Linked DNA regions of Mus musculus: region 2 is linked to region 1. The links are chromatin contacts, called in public HiChIP or PLAC-seq maps. All regions are on one chromosome and are shown on one strand. Each heading gives the region's core, a stretch centred on a gene start, on an enhancer-like site or on the middle of the called end of the contact. The rest is flanking DNA. Distances are from core to core; before and after follow the strand shown. Region 1 holds the start of Chaf1b (chromatin assembly factor 1, subunit B (p60)). Region 2 overlaps Vps26c (VPS26 endosomal protein sorting factor C).

Region 1 (2,700 bases), core at 59-2,558:
TGCTTTTGGAGGTCAGAAAAGGGTGTTGGGTTAACTGGAACTGTGTCATGATCCACCATGTGGGTTCTGGAAACTGAACCCAGGGCCTTGACCAAAGCAGCCAGTGCTCTTACATGCTGAGTCCTCTCCAGCTCTTGAGATCATTTCTTTATAAAAACCCAACTTTCGCCGGGCAGTGGTGGTGTATGGCTTTAATCTCAACACTTGAGAGGCAGAGACAGGTGAATTTCTGAGTTCGAGGCCAGCCTGGTCTACAGAATGAGTTTCAGGACAGCCAGGGCTGTACAGAGAAACCCTGTCTTGGAAAAAAAAAAAAACAAAAACAAAAACAAAAACAAAAAAAACCTTAACTTTCATATGCTGGCCTGTAAGAAGTCAAAACCATAGGAGACAAGAATCTTTAAAAAATATGTGACATTATTGAGAAGGTCATGGTGGATAAATTAACCATTACATAATTGGAATGGAAGTTCCTACACATTCATGAGGCTGGCCTCAATCTTGCTGTGTAGTTAAGGTTGACCTTGAACTCCTGATCATCTTCCCATTTCCACCTTCAGAGTGTTGGGATTACCATCATAACAACCATTCTAGGCGTCTGTCACATCGCTAAGAGAGGGCGAAGGCATTGCTGTTTTATTGACATTTTGAAACTCCAGAGCCATTTTGAGATATTTGGTGGGGCAGGACAGCTCTCAAATATCCACTGCCTGGGACACTCTTATTTGGTTATATTAGATGAGTCCCAAAGTTTCCCATCTGCCCTATAAGAAATGTTATATATTTTTTGTTTAGTCTTTAGTTCAGGCTGGCCTGGAACTCTCTGTAGCTGAGGATAACCTTCCTCTTAGGGTCCTCTGGAGTGCTGAGATCACCGGCAGGGGCTGGTGACAGAACCGCTGCTGTTGGCTAAGCGTGCAATCAGCTGCCTGCGTCTCTAGTCCCGCTTTTCTTTCTAGACCGTAAATTCCAGGCGGGAAGATCTGTCCGATGAGCATGTGACACTGACGCGTGGTAGGTAGGACGTCTTGCATCTCGGGTTAGCACGTCAAAGCTGGACGAGCCTGGACTCCTCCGAGGCGCGGGAATGGGATTCCCAGTCCCGCCCAACAGGAGCCACGAGCCGCGACAGCCCCGCCCACGAGAAAGAAAAGAGCCCAGAGCTCCGCCCACCGGAAGCCAAGGTGCCGGGAGATTGCTGGCCACTGGGAGGAGGGATGCCCTGGACCCTCCCATTCAGAGACTTTGTCTTGTGACAGCCCCGCCCACGCGGAGGCGGGACGCCCCGGAACTCCGCCCCGAGGAGGCGTGACCGGAGGCGTGGCCTGCGGCGCGCGGGAAGCTGCGGGCTGTGGCGGCCCCGGGTGGACCGAGTTACTGCAGGTAGGTTTGCTGATACCCGGCTTCCGCGCTTCTGACCTGGGTTGGGCTGCAGCTCCTCACCGGGGCCGTGAGTTCTGATCTCAGCGCGGGCGCAGGCAGAAGGCAGTTCGTCCCAGACCACAGTCCCCACCGGGACCGGGACTCGCGCGCCTTCCGCCAGGCCGGGTTGGGCCGCCCGGACCCGCGCCCCTCCCCGTGAACTCCCTCCCTTGCTGCTCCCCGGGATGATAGCCAGTACTCCGGTACCGGTCTCTGGGACCCCACCTCAACACGATGCTCTGTGCTGCCCGTCCTCGCCTCCGTCTGGGGTGTTTGGTTTCTTTCTCTTCCGGAACCGTACACTGGTGGAAGTCTCTCTACCTGCGGGAGCATTTTAGCTGAAGATTGCAGGTGTCTGAGCCGTCGGCGTCGCTAATGGCTTCTGTGCTCTTTCCCCGGCTCGCCCTTCATGTTCCAGGGTCGCTGTTTAACTCTTTGCTAACGTTTCCAGCCTCCCTTTGCCTGGCGGAAACTCTGGAGGATGAAAGTGATCACGTGTGAAATCGCCTGGCACAACAAGGAGCCAGTGTACAGCCTGGACTTCCAGCATGGGGCAACCTGGAAGATCCACAGGCTGGCATCCGCGGGGGTGGACACCGCCGTCAGGGTAAATGGACAGGCGGGAGGATACGGGGAGGTTCTACGCGGAGCTCACGTTTTCATTCCTTTGTTTAAAACTGAAGGCAGCAACTCAAGTCGGGTTGCCACCTAGTCCAGTGTACTAAGTTCTGAGGCCTGGGGAAAGCAAGGAATGCTGAGAAGATTAGCTTTCTTAACATTTGCTACATTGTTTTTGTTTGTTTTGTTTGTTGTTTCAAGACAGGGTTTCTCTGTGTAGCCCTGGCTGTCCTAGAACTCTGTAGACCAGGCTGACCTCGAACCCTCTGACTCCCAAGTGCTGGGAATAAAGGCGTGGGCCACCACGGCCCGGCTATTTGCTACATTGTTACAAGTGGGTTCTCAGTATTTTAGAATACTAAACTAGGAAGAGCTCTGTGGTGCCAGGCATGTATCCCCAATACCCATACGGTACAGATCTGAAGTTTGAGATTCTCAACAGTAGTGAGTTTGAGTCCAGCCTGGGCTAGGTGAGACCTTGTCTCAAAATAGTAATACTGAGCCTAGCTCCTGTGCTCTGTGCTTTGCCCATTTGCTCTAAAGAACTGGAAGAGGGGAATAGCAGGTAAGGGGACTGATGGTGTGCATTTCTGCTAATACTTCCTTTGATTTACAAAGTTTCAAAAAAGAAATTGCATTTTCTGCCAGAAGATAAGTTGT
Region 2 (2,700 bases), core at 56-2,555, 640 kb after region 1:
CCTAGGGCTTCTGCACATATGTTATGGTTGGGTAGCTTGCTGTTCTTGTGGGACTCCTGACAGTGGGCCCAGGCAGAGGTTGCCCTGGCTCTTTTGCCTACTTGTGGGATCCTTCTCCTACGGGACTGCCTTGTCCAACCTAGATGTGATGGTATGTGCTGGGTCTTATTGTAGCTTATAATGCTGTGTTTGTTTGATGTCCCTGGGAGACATGCTCTTTTCTGAGGGTAGTAGGATGTGGGCTGGATCTAGGGGAGAGGGGAGGTTGCAGGAGTGGGGGAAAGAAGCTGGGGGTGGGGGTAACTGGGGTTGGGATGTAACATCTGAGAGAATAAAAAACAAGTCCGTCTTCAGGCTGCCAGAAGGTTCAGCAGGTAAAAGCACCTGCCACCAAACCTGATGACCTGAGTTCCATCCCCACTTCCCACGCTAGGAGAGAAACACTCACTAGTTCTCTTCTGACCTGTGTCCTGTGTGTCTGTGTGTGTGTGTCTGTCTGTCTGTGTTAAATGGAAAAACAGTCATTCTCCTTCCTGACTACAAGTTGAAGCCCAGAGTAGTGCCTGGGGTTGAAGAAGGGATTACAAATAGAACGGCGTGCATACATTACCACCTCTCGGAAAGCTGGGGGCTGGGTGGGGAGGAGGATGTGTGTGGGGTGTTGCAAACTCAACAGAAACTGAAATGACGATGGAGAGCAAAGAGAAGGGTGCCTTCACCTCGGACACTTTAGTGTCCCACCTTGCTAAGAGGTCAGCTGGTAGTCAAGGGCAGAGATAGAACATTGAGGGATGAGTGTCACAGGGGACTGCACCCAGACCACTGGGAATGTCCACAAAGCATTGTGCCTTAGACATCCACTGACAGACCAGCAGGGTACTGACTTAGTCTGGGGCACTGATAGGGCACTGATAGGGTACTGAGTGGAGAAGAGTCAGCCGAGGGGACAACAGTACAACAGAGGGCTGTGGTGATGAAGGTGATACTGATTATCAATCACCTTGTTAGGATCGCCTAGTAGACCAGCCTCTGGGCAGGCCTGTGAGGGATTATCTGACTAGGTTAACTGAGGCCAGAAGTGCACCCTAACAGGAGTGAATAAACTGGGAAAGGAGCTAAGCACTCACAGTTGTCTCTCAGCTTCCTGACTGCAGATGCAGTCTGACCAGCTGCCTCAAGTCCCTATCACCATGAATTCCCCACGAAGGACTGTGAGCCAAAAACCAAGCAGTGTTCCCTTAAGCTGCCTGTCAGCATATTTATGTCAGCAATATGAGAAGGAAGTCAGTAACACAAGGACCAACTGACAAACGTTCCTGGGCTGGCTCTCCACACAGCTGGACCGGAAGCCCCAGGACAGCAACAGCAGCTGGGTGGAGAATGCAGGGTTCAGGCCACACAGGCTTCACGGGCAGCCTGAAACAGAATTCGGGTAAAGCTAGGGCAGGAGGGAGGAGAGGAAAAGACAGTGACTGAGCAGGGAGGAAGTCCACGGAGCCCTGATGTGCAGGACTCATGGCATGCTTAGACCTGTCCAGCTTCAGAGTCCAGGCCAGCATGAGAGCAGCTGTGACAACCACAGAATCATGGGGACAATTTTACCCCACGCCAATTTTCAAACAGGCTGGGCTAATTCTCAAAATGCCTTTCGTGCATTGCATAAGGAGCAGGCTCTGAACCAGGAACCGAGTCTTTTCAGGAGCATTAGGTACAGGTGAGGAAAGAGGCCCACTTACAGTCCTAACTGTGCTTCCTAAAAGGGTCAGAAGCCTCCACGTGACCCTGCAATCTCTCATACTCTCACAGCACTTCAGATCATCCCAGCAGGACATCTGTTTTTATTGTTCTCTTGTTATGAAGAGGCACCATAACCAAGGCAACTTACAAAGACAGTGTTTACTTGGGAGTCTGCTTATGCTTTCAGACTATCATGGAGGGCATGACAGCAGATAGGCATGGTATTGGAGCAGTAGCTAAGAGGTTACATACACAACTTGATTCGAAACCTAGAGAGACTGGCCCAGGTGTGGGCTTTAGACACCTCAAAGCCCAGTGACACACCTCCTCCAATAACACCACATCTAATCCGTCACAAACAATTCCACCAAAGTCACTTTTATTCAGTCTGCTAACCTAGGCCTAGCCCTGGAAGCTTCTAGCTTCTGTACAAGCTTCTCCAGGTCCAGAGTGTTTTCAGTCTCTGAGACTTGCTACTGAATAAGCTTACCCTTGTTCTTTATGAACACTAGCTGGCCAGTCAACTCAGCTGTTCTGCCTCAAAACTCCTCTCCAAGCTGACTGTTTCAATCTGGCTTCTCTTTCTCAGCCTCTCCTGAATTCTTTGCTTGGCCTCATACTAACTCTTCTGGCTCCTGATTCTCTTGCTCATTTTGTCTTTACCTGTGTCTAGCTTGTATCTACAACCTGTCTCTAGAAAACTCTCCTGGTAAAACCGCCTCCTTCTCCCTCTCTGTGCTGCTTTACTCTCCCTCTCAACTCTACTGTACCCTGCACTGCACTCTCTTCTTCCTGCACTGTCTGTCTGTCCCTTAAGTAGCTTCTCTTTCCTCTCTCTTCTCCTGAGAGTTGGGCACATCCTGTCAAATCTTTCTCTGATTCGTCACTTTGCCACTCAGTTAGACATCACTTTCTTCCAAACATAGGGGCTTTCTTCTACACACTAACTTTACCGTCATTGTT

Evidence for each region. HiChIP or PLAC-seq counts read pairs in DNA pulled down with a chosen protein or histone mark.
Region 2: an H3K4me3 HiChIP or PLAC-seq map of bone marrow-derived macrophages shows a contact between it and region 1, with 4 times the contacts expected there. The contact joins the enhancer-like site here to the promoter of Chaf1b in region 1. A contact is called at or near these places in 4 of 39 promoter capture datasets (liver, neural stem cells, pre-B cells and 1 more), 1 of 484 Hi-C or Micro-C datasets (regulatory T cells), 6 of 115 datasets of contacts at active chromatin or transcription factors (the NIH/3T3 cell line, astrocytes, bone marrow-derived macrophages and 3 more) and 1 of 9 other capture datasets (embryonic stem cells).

Annotation. Positions count from the first base shown.
Region 1 is chr16:93,882,593-93,885,292 of GRCm38.p6, forward strand. Chaf1b (chromatin assembly factor 1, subunit B (p60)) reads left to right here and starts at 1,309. Exons shown (of 14, transcript NM_028083.4): 1 at 1,309-1,383; 2 at 1,874-2,029. The coding sequence starts at 1,904.
Region 2 is chr16:94,517,901-94,520,600 of GRCm38.p6, forward strand. The region is part of intron 1 of Vps26c (VPS26 endosomal protein sorting factor C); the gene reads right to left. All of the region lies in intron 4 of Gm31323 (a long non-coding RNA gene), which reads left to right. Among named protein-coding and RNA genes, the nearest start is that of Vps26c, 7.4 kb to the right of the region's middle. Within about 2 kb of position 1,306, at least 139 of the 459 cell types and tissues checked have an H3K27ac peak or open chromatin away from gene starts, as enhancers often do. A contact at or near this core is called in astrocytes, bone marrow-derived macrophages, liver and 1 more, where this site is marked.